Linked DNA regions of Mus musculus: all the other regions are linked to region 2. Evidence: chromatin contacts called from public HiChIP or PLAC-seq data. All regions are on one chromosome and are shown on one strand. Each heading gives the region's core, a stretch centred on a gene start, on an enhancer-like site or on the middle of the called end of the contact. The rest is flanking DNA. Distances are from core to core; before and after follow the strand shown.

Region 1 (3,299 bases), core at 95-2,594, 95 kb before region 2:
AGAAGAAAAAGAACATCTAAGGCACTAAAAGAGCAAGATAACACTAAAACATCCATTGCAAATCACGTCTTAAAATACGCAGTCACTACAAATATAAATATATTAAAAATAGTATGGCAGAAAGAGTTATGATGAAAATGCCTTTAAAATAACCATGTTTTAAAACCGCTTTTACCTCTGTGGGGTGCTTGCTCATGTCTTGTAGGTCATTGTGGATTCCTTGGAAGAGTGACATGGTGATCATGGCCCCAGGCTCCATGTCAGACACCCTTACTAGTGATGTTAAATAAGCTGGATTTTATCCAGGTGGTGGTTGTCCCTTCTAGTTAAATGCCTCCCTGATAGCTCAGAGCACTAACAGGCACCTTCCGGTAAAGGTTTTGCTGTTGCTCAGTGTCACTTGCTCCACAGTGTCTGGCACAGGGAGACTGTGCAGGAAATGTCTGTGGACCCAGAAAATGCATGCTTCTTAGTAGCGCTTTTACACACGGCCCTGTCTGGGAACGGCTTTGGATAAAGTGGGATCTCTCTCAGGTTGTGGTCGCTTTAGAAACAATTTCAATTTCCAGTATTTACTAAATACACCTAAACCTACAGGATACATGACTGACACTTTCCCAAGAGAGTTTTAAAAAGGTATATGAATAGATACTTATAGATTTGCCTCTGGTTTTAACGTTGATGGTTTCCCAGCAAATGGGGAGGAGTCTAAGTGTGGTAGCTGCTCTGTGGGAATTGGCACAGGTCTCTAGAGCACCAGGGTTCTAAATGCGAAAAAGCACATTGTTCAGCGTCTGTGTTTCTCTTTTCTGGCCAACCCTTGTCTCTTCCTCTGCCTTTTGTTCTTTCATGTCATGTAATAAAAAATCCGAGGAAGTAAAGTGGCCTTTTCCAAAATGACACAGCATGTAAGAGGAAAGTTTGGACCAGAATTTGGGTAAATGCTTTATCCAAGGGGAAAAATGCAGCTGAGCAATGTTTCTGGTCCCTTTATTATTTTAACCTCTGAAAGAGTCAAGCATCATATTTCCCTGGGTCTTTCTGTGTCTATAGTTGTACCCCACAACAACTTTACAGGAAAGTGTGGACATGCACAAATGCACTTCAGCATTCGCAGCAGGTTTATTTAAGCACAGTTGGGGTGCCACATCGCGCACCAAATATAATCCATAGTGGAGCCCCTACCCCACAGCTGCTTTTCAGCTTCTGTCATGTCCTCGTGGTCCAGACTGGCTAAGATGACACAGAGCAGAGACTCCAGTTTCACTTCAGGATCTGCAGCAGCTGGAGAGAGCGTCAGGCAGATGGGCTTTTCCACCCTGATTATCCCGACTTCCTAAATTTAGAAATACATGCTTTTAAAAAAAATGTAAATTACCCGAGGGGGTGGCGTAGCACATGCCAGGCTGTGCTAACGAGCGCAAATGGATGTCATCTGCTGACTCCCAGGTGCTGCGTCCACGGCTCAGCTCCGTTCTGTCTCCTTTAAGTTTGTTTCATGTTTTTCATTGCTCTTCTCCACGAAGCTGTGCCATCGAGTCTCTGTTCACGTGTTCATTGTTAAAGATGTTCAGATGTGTGTGTATAGTGTTTTTTTAAGTAATTTATTTAATTAATTTATTTATTTTGAGACAGCGTTGTAGACCAGATTGGTCACTAACTTTCACTGTAGGAAAGGATAGCCTTAAACTCTTGGTCTTCTTCTCCCTCCCAAGTGCTAGGATGATAGGTGTGTGCTGCCTCAACTGGCCTGTACGTAGCATCTTAAACTAGAATTATTTATTGTTGGACCGATGAAGCTTGCTTTCTCTTTTCTTTTTTTTTTCTTTTGTTTTTCTTTTTTTCTTTTTTTTTTCTTTTTTTTTTTTTTGGTTTTTCGAGACAGGGTTTCTCTGTGTAGCCCTGGTGTCCTGGAACTCACTTTGTAGACCAGGCTGGCCTTGAACTCAGAAATCCGCCTGCCTCTGCCTCCTGAGTGCTGGGATTTAAGGCGTGTGCCACCACGCCCGCCTGCCGGATGAAGCTTTCAAGCTACTGGACTAGACCAGGGAGGAAGGCATTAGATAAGAACCTTCTTTTGTCTTACTTTTGCCACAGATTACCTGGATAGATTTGGACAGGACAATTTGTTTCTCTGTTGTATGGGTGGGTGGGATTAGGTAGTCTGCAATGAACCTTTCACTATGAATGTTCACTCTTTCTTTTTAAAAAAGTCTATTTGCAAGTTATTTTTGAATATTATCATGTTCCTAGAATATAGCACAGTGCCCAGTGTGGAGAAGATGTTTAAATATTGTCAAAAGTACACAATATATCTTATGTTTCTCCTTAGGAAAACTCATTGAGAAAACAGTTTAGAAGCAAAATGTTTAATGACTACTTTGTTTCTATTAGAATATACTAAACTAGGTCTTTTCTGTTTCCTCTAATTGTTGAAGGGGCCAAACTATGGTCCAGAGACTTGGAAAGCATGAACAAACAAATGAGACTCAGAAGTCCATATCATCCTCCACTAGGATGTAAACTATAGGGGAGAACCACTTCATCCATCCATCCATCCATCCATCCATCCATCCATCCATCCATCCATCCGAGACAGGGTTTGCCAAGTGGCCAAGGCTGACCTGATACCATGTAGTCCAGGCTGAACTTTAGCTTTTGACCCTCCTGCTTCAGCTCTGATTGACGGGGTTACAGACATGTGCCACCATTTTATATGAAATGCGTCCTTATAGGACCACTCTTATTCTAAAGTTCCAACAGAAACAGTCTGCGAGTCAATTGTAAAAGGAGATGAACCGAGGAGAGGTGAATCTAGAAGGTTTATCCTGGAGGGAGAATGTAAAGAAAGGGCATTCAGGAAGCAAGAGGGTCATGGGGAGGAAGGGAGGGAGCATGGCTGTGCTAGCCAATCCCAGTACAATTGGCAGCAGTCAGGGAAGCAGAGACTAACCTGTGTGTGTGTGTGTGTGTGTGTGTGTGTGTGTGTGTGTGTGTGTGAGAGAGAGAGAGAGAGAGAGAGAGAGGAGGTGGAAATGAGGGGAGTTGAGGCTAGAGATGATACCGTAGGCCAGGAAAGGAGTAGGCGCTTTGATTTCACTGGGTACACAGGCAGAAGACTTCTAGAGCCTTATACACAGTTAGTTGATCAAAATTGCTTTAACCATTTGATTTTAGCAGCAGTGTGGAGGATCGCCTGGCAGCTTGCTAGGAGACAATGTAGAATCTGCTGGGATACTTCAGAACCGAGTGAGATTCCTAACGGACGTAAGAAATCGAGTCTGAGAGATTCTCAAGGA
Region 2 (3,443 bases), core at 61-2,560:
CACTGCCCAGTTTATCATTATTTTTGAAACAGAACTTCTCATACTTTTACATAAGAAATTATTCAGTTATTATGATCATTCATTCCTTAAGATGTATAAGTTATAAAAATATTTATGATACTTGGCACTCTTATTACTCTTCCAAATATTGACATCTGCTCAGAATTTAAGATGCTAGACTTTTTTCTACATTTCTTAACTAAGTTTCCTTAGGATTAAAAAAAAAATCCATACACACACACAGACACAGACACACACACACAGAGAGAGACACAGAGACACAGATACACACACATAACCCCAAGAAATTCCTGTGTAGATGTATCACCAGACAGCATCGTAGTGTCTCATTCTGTTCTCACCAGTTCAAGAGTGTTTCTAATCCCTGGTTCACAGTTACAGATGAGGAGCTGAAGCACACACCCTTAAGCAAACAACACCCTCAGGCCCACAGAGCTGGTAGGATGCTGAGCCAACTTCAACCCAAGCCCGTATGGCTCCCAAACCCATGCTCTCAGCCGATGCACTCTTGACACAGCCAAATGCCAGCTCTGGAGCTGAGAACATGCAGACCTGGGAGTAATGTGATATATTTGTTTCCCTGTTATGAAGGGCCTGTTCCTCCAACTCCACACCCCTATTTGGAAGAAGGAAGACCAAAGGGACCACTACCGTCATCTTTCATTTCCGTAAATTATTCCTGTCCTAACACAGGCTTGACTGGTGTCAGGGTGTGATGTATAGGGTTTTGTTTGTTTGGCTGGTTTTTGTTTTTGTTTTGCTACAGAGTGGTGTTGATGAGGGGTTGCCCCTAGCTTAGCTTTGCTTGATTCATTTTTTCTTAGTGCTTCTTCTCAACAAGCCTGTCTCATCTGTCACCTGCTAAGTAAGCTATAACAGGCATACTGCCTCACACACTGAACCATGTGTGTGTGTGTGTGTGTGTGTGTGTGTGTGTGTGTTTGTTTGTTTGTTTTGTTTTGTTTTAAATAGCTTATGGTGTCAGCAACTGGGGACAAAGGATCAGTGGGTTCACCTATGAAAAGTATCACTTTAAAGCAGCCCTCGTTCCAGTTGCCTGCTTTTGTATATGCCAAGTGCTGCTTAAAGCAGCTGTTTAAAATTCTCCCAGTTGTCTCTGGAAATGTCAACAAAATTACTGGTTTGATGTGAACTGACTGAGTTTTTAGAATTTTGGACCTTAAGGAGAAAAATGGAAGAAAAGCAGTAGCAGTGTGGGGGTTGCAGGGTTGGTTGCCCGGGAGGCTGGGCTTTTGTTGCCTGGAAACTTTGGGATGTGTTGAAGGAGGGGTTCTGCAGATGGCTGCTTTGTTATACCAACAGTGCTGCCACTTTGCATGGTTCTGGCTGTGCACAGAAGCTGAGAGGCCAAACCTACTCCATCTTAGGACCAGACTCCTGTCTTAAGAGGAAAAAAAAAGCCTGAGAACTTGACCCATAGCTGAACCCAAGCTGCACCCACATACCAGGAAGGACCCCATGGCCTGTCCTTGGCCCATACCCTAGAGTTATCCCTAGCTACTACCTAGTAACAATCAATCAAAGATTAGTTTGATTGTTTGAGATGTACTTTTAGACCTTTCGTGATTGTTCATGGTCTCACTTTAGAGCACCCCCCTGTTGACTTAACAATAGTTATTCCATTAGATGCTTACCAGCCTGGACACCCTGTCACTTGCTCCCATTTTACTATAAAACCCTATCCCAATGAGGGTTTGGGGCTGATTCACCAAACTGTCCTGAGGGTTGGAGGTGAGTAAGCCCAAACTTGAGTTTATAATAAGGAGACCCTAATGCAATTATGTTGGAGATGGCTCCTTGGTCGTATTTTGGGGGTCAGAAATGCTTCCTGGCCCAGCAGCATCCTGTGTAATGAGGTAGCTTTAAGTGTCTTACTGGAAAGCAGGTGTACCTATGAGAATCATGATCTTTGTACCCAGACAGATCTGATTGGATAGACCACTGTAACTCGTGTACATGTGATGTCAGGGCTACTCCAAGATTTCTTAGTTTTGGAAAGCAGGGACATAGAGCCTAAACGTGTTATGAAGATGAAATCAGGCCTACTTAAAGCTCTCTCTCACACATATATATGTACATATACACACAAAATATATACTCAATTCACACACACATGGAAAAGGAAATAATTCATGAAAACCAAGTAACCATTAAATATTGATTTTGTTACATATAATCCAATCCAGAGTTACTATCTTGTCATAGATATATTAGATAACTATATAATATGGATGTAACCTTTGAGTACTCCCATAGAAAAAAAGCAAACACCAAGTCTCTCTGCTTTTTCTGGTTTATGATATTGATACTATTTCAAGTACATGTTTGTCAGTTCCGTCATTCATGAACACATCCCATTCATTGTATTGTGTTTGAAGGCTTAGACAACTCTGGCAGCACTGATGTATGGGAACCTGTGGCTCTTGCTTCCCCCTCTCCACCATTGTATCTGATTTCCTGGTACTCATTTGATTCTATCCCTGTACACTGTTAGCAACTCAAACTGAGGACTGTGGCTCTGGCTGGCATTTAACCTACTTACTGAGTCTTCTGGCCTTCTTGCTTCATTAATGTCTGTCCTCATCATCCTGTACTGTTCTGTGAAGTATCCAGCACAGAGACGGTCTCCATAGTATTTGTGTAGTAAATGAAGGAACTGATGGAGCTAGGCTCCCTGCTTCTGCCTTTGATGTAGTTAAAGATGAAAACCACCAGCAAAACTAGATCTTAGTCCCATATAAAGTCATGCCAGGGTGGCAGCAGTTCCCAGTATAGGCTCAGGTATTCTTGGACTTTGTTTCTGGCTCACCTCATGTGTGCCATTAGGAGTCTTTCCCAGTGACTTCTGGGTTTGCTCGGTTTTGGATGATTTTGATGACAGATGTGGTTTCTTTCCAGCTAAAGGGAGGCAGTGAAGCCCAGAGCATACACATTAGATTCCATTCATACAGTTGCAGTTTCAGCAACCAGCTGTGTTCTCTTATTTGCCAGCTATCTAAAACTTCAGTGTCTTTATTTGTTCAGTGGGCTAATAATAAAAATATCTCAAAGGGTCATTGGAAAAAAAAAGCTACATGTAAAAATTTACCCAGTGCTTAGGATATTTTTGTTCTCATGATAAGTCACTTAAACTTCATATAAATAAATGACTAAACTGTGTTGGTACTGTTAAGTTGCCTAAGTTTTACCAGTTAGGTATTCATCAATATTCCAATGTGGTAGCTTTAAAAATAAAACACACAACAAAACCTCCTAATGTGGAGAGCAACCTTCACTGGCTACTCTGGCTGGTTGCACGCTGGATCCACTGCTGCTTCACATCAAGGCCAAACTTCCCTGATCTGCTCCTACGGGGGAAGGGGCACCATGAGGCCACTAATGTAGGGGCATTCCTGCATGGC
Region 3 (3,248 bases), core at 324-2,823, 120 kb before region 2:
GGCCCTGTCCTAGGGGCAGGAACCTTGTCATTCTGCCCCCACCAAGGCCATGCTGGACCGGCAGTTGTATACACACCACATGTGAGCCTGGTTCTTTCAGAGGTCAGAAGAGGACACTGGATCACAGATGGTTGTGAGCCACCACGTGGGTACTGGGAACAGAACTCGGGTCTTCTGCAAAAACCAAGTGTTCCTCTCTCAGTGCTCTAGTGATTGGCATTTTAAAACTTCTCCTTTTTTTCTTCTTCTTCAAAATATAACATTTCAATATTTAAATTAGTTTTATAATTCTACTTTCTTGATATTTTTGTTTTTCCTACACAGCCTTAAATCATTGTGCAAATATACTTCTCTTTAAAACATTGTTTTCTACATTTGCCATGCTCCTGAGTATACTATTGTTTCTGAGTTGTCCTGGCAAAATTGGTTCTGTGAGGTGTCGGGGTTCAGAATTCTGAAGGGCTACAGGAGTTCTAATCTAAGCTGTTCAGAATCTGATCTCATGTCTGGGAGGTTCATGGGCAGGTAGGTCCTCAAAACTCCAAGGCTCAGTGTGGGTGTGGAAGCAGAAAATGACTTCGGGCTGTAGGAGGAAACAGAAACTAAATTGGGAAAGGATGGGTGGGTAATGCTGTTCAAATAAGTAAAAGCATTTCAAATGTTATGAAGGCCTCTTCAGTCTAACCAGAGCAAACAAGCAAAAGGTAAAAACATCCATCGAAGACACAGGTGCCACAGTCAAGGCAAGACAGTACTCGGTGTTAAAAAGCAGTCTAAGGAAACGTGAGCTTGGTGAGGAATCACTTAAGACATTGGAAGATGACAAGCATGGCTGCAGGCCTGTAATCCCAGGGCTTGGGAGGCTTAGATGGAAAGGTCAGGCATTTTAGATCATCCTGGTTTTAATTGAAATAGCATTACATCACTTTTGTCTTTCCTTTGGTCTCTTCCCTCCATCTCTTCCCAGCCATACCCTCTTTTAAAACTCCTCCCGTGTTCTCCCCATTCTCAAGTTATTAACCTCTTTTTTAGTTACACATGCCTGTGTATGCATATCTATCTGTCTGCCCATCCATCCATCCATCCATCCATCCATCCATCCATCCATCTATGGAGATGCAATCCGGTTTTTTGTTGTTTGTATATGGTTTCAGGGCTGACGACTCTGCACTGGACTACAATAAGGGAACTCATCCCTTGGACAGGTTAACTTTCCTAAAGGTCTTCCTGTCTTCTAAAAGACTCCTAAGGTTCTTTCAGATAGATTAAATGGTTTTCAGGAGAGACTAAAATGGTCAGAGTAGGGACTGTTTGAAAACTTCAGCCAAGAAAGACGAGTTGGATCTGAGGGAAGCCACTTTGGGGTTTTAGGTTCAACCTGTCCTTGCAGGTTTCATGGGGACCAGAGCAGGTGGCCTGGCCGCGCCAGCCTTGAGTTCTGTGCATTCTGCGGCTGGCCACTAGGCGTCGCACTGGAGTCGCGGTTGCCCTGGAGACCGCTCGGCGAGTGGGCAGGCGGTGCCGAGCCCCCGGCTGGGGAAGAGCTGGCGGGAGCTGGGGGGAGTGGCTGCGGCGGCTGGTGGTGGCCGCGGCGGCCGGCGAGCCCGGGACGCCCGAGCCTGCCCCGAGCCTCGGCGGAGCGGAGTGGCCTCGGCGCTCCCGTGTCCCGCTTGGTCCCACGCTGCACCCCGCCGCCCAGGAGCCCGGCGGACGGCGGCTCCCCCGGCGGCTCCGGCATGACTCGGCGGCGCTCCGCTCCGGCGTCCTGGCTGCTCGTGTCGCTGCTCGGTGAGTAACTCAGCTTGTCCTGCCGCCTCGGGGGACCGAGCCCGCTGGTGCCCGCAGGGCCTGGGAACCGGCTGCCCCGGGGCGGTAGCGGAGGCCCGCGTCTGCCAGGTGTCCCCAAGCGCTGTAACCCCAGCGCCGCTCCCCGCCGCCACTTCCCGGAACGAACTCCCGCTGCCAGTCCACTTAGAAATAGTGTTAGAGTCGCCTGCCCTTACTAGAGGGCTCCAGGAAAACTTTGTAGCTTTACCACAGCCTTGAAGGAGTTTGCGATATTAAAAGAATTAAATTGATTAAAAGTTTTTTTTTTCAGATTTAAAGTTGTAACTTCATTATAACCTTTAAAACATATGCAGGGGTAAACATTTCACTTTATTAAAAAAACAAACAACAACAACAACAAAAACCCAAACGCTCGATTACATCCGAAAGCAAAGTTTATTTACACTTCGTTTTGTAACCAGAAGGGTCTAAGTTGCCTTATAAAAATACATAGAATGTAGCAATATGAGCAAGCGCTTGAAAACAGTTGGTTATTCAAATTTGATTTCTTAAGTTTTTCTTAACGTTTTGTTTTCCCCCCAGTAATCATCATAGGCAGGCTCTGAATGTCCTTTTCTACAATCCTGCCTTTGTGTGTGCATTGTTCTGTGGAATCAAGTTTTCTGACTCAGTAATTGGTTGCTGAGGTTTGCTGAAATTTGTCCAGAAGGCTTCTCTTTAAGAAGCTAGTGCAGTGATGGAGTGTGCTGTGGTTAATTCTATTTCTCTCTAGACATCTTTGTAGGTCTCCAGTCATTTTTATGGCCTTACTTGAATAAACGATGTTTTAATCTTGATGTAACCCAGTTTTAGGTCGTTCACCTGGTATAGGAGAAAGCATAGCAAACTGGCCTGTTACCGTCCATGACGATACCAGGGACCGTGTTCTGACGTCTTGAAGTTCAGTAGGCATATTTTTTAGTGACACTATACACGTAGTGAGGTCACATACCAAAGTGTGCATTTATGCGCTTGAGCTTCCAAACTGAGTTTGTCATTCACTGCTTTCAGCAGGCCTGTGTCTTCCTGTCCTTCTGTCAAAGGTGAAATAAGCGAATTCATAGATGTTCCTCATAATCCTTGAACACAGCTGAAATGCTGTAAACGTTGCTGTAATAACAGCTCCAAATGGTTTTGATAGAAAGATCTGTCGTTAAACTAAGTTGGAAAATCTGTCATGAAACTTAGTTGGCCGATAGAGTTTGTGTTTTGAATTTATTAGGCAGTACTTTTAAAAAGGTGATTTTGTTTCTAGGATCACTCATAGGCAGACACCTGATTTATGCCTTTGCTTTGGGTTGGAAGGATTTCTACTCAATACTAGACTGATTCTGAGGACTTCCAAGGTTGTTCCCGTCTTTGAGATGGTCTGTTCTGTAGAGCCACTTTTAACTCTCAAAAAACGTGTTCCTCTGTTCGGC

What was found. HiChIP or PLAC-seq counts read pairs in DNA pulled down with a chosen protein or histone mark.
Region 1: a contact with region 2 is called in an H3K4me3 HiChIP or PLAC-seq map of embryonic basal ganglia, with 2.4 times the contacts expected there. The contact joins two enhancer-like sites. A contact is called at or near these places in 4 of 39 promoter capture datasets (cranial neural crest, liver, maxillary cranial neural crest and 1 more), 2 of 484 Hi-C or Micro-C datasets (cortical neurons and stem cell-derived neural stem cells) and 2 of 115 datasets of contacts at active chromatin or transcription factors (embryonic basal ganglia and hepatocytes).
Region 3: an H3K4me3 HiChIP or PLAC-seq map of embryonic basal ganglia shows a contact between it and region 2, with 2.8 times the contacts expected there. The contact joins the promoter of Igsf11 here to the enhancer-like site in region 2. A contact is called at or near these places in 7 of 39 promoter capture datasets (frontonasal cranial neural crest, hippocampal neurons, liver and 4 more), 8 of 484 Hi-C or Micro-C datasets (the Patski cell line, brain, brown adipocytes and 5 more), 11 of 115 datasets of contacts at active chromatin or transcription factors (bone marrow-derived macrophages, craniofacial prominence, embryonic basal ganglia and 8 more) and 3 of 9 other capture datasets (adipose tissue, liver and pancreatic islet).

What each region holds. Positions count from the first base shown.
Region 1 is chr16:38,923,832-38,927,130 of GRCm38.p6, forward strand. The region is part of intron 1 of Igsf11 (immunoglobulin superfamily, member 11); the gene reads left to right. Among named protein-coding and RNA genes, the nearest start is that of Igsf11, 23 kb to the left of the region's middle. Within about 2 kb of position 1,345, at least 31 of the 459 cell types and tissues checked have an H3K27ac peak or open chromatin away from gene starts, as enhancers often do. A contact at or near this core is called in cortical neurons and embryonic basal ganglia, where this site is marked.
Region 2 is chr16:39,018,386-39,021,828 of GRCm38.p6, forward strand. The region is part of intron 4 of Igsf11 (immunoglobulin superfamily, member 11); the gene reads left to right. Among named protein-coding and RNA genes, the nearest start is that of Gm36585, 96 kb to the right of the region's middle. Within about 2 kb of position 1,311, at least 15 of the 459 cell types and tissues checked have an H3K27ac peak or open chromatin away from gene starts, as enhancers often do. A contact at or near this core is called in cortical neurons, embryonic basal ganglia, forebrain and 1 more, where this site is marked.
Region 3 is chr16:38,900,772-38,904,019 of GRCm38.p6, forward strand. Igsf11 (immunoglobulin superfamily, member 11) reads left to right here and starts at 1,574. Exons shown (of 7, transcript NM_170599.2): 1 at 1,574-1,788. The coding sequence starts at 1,737.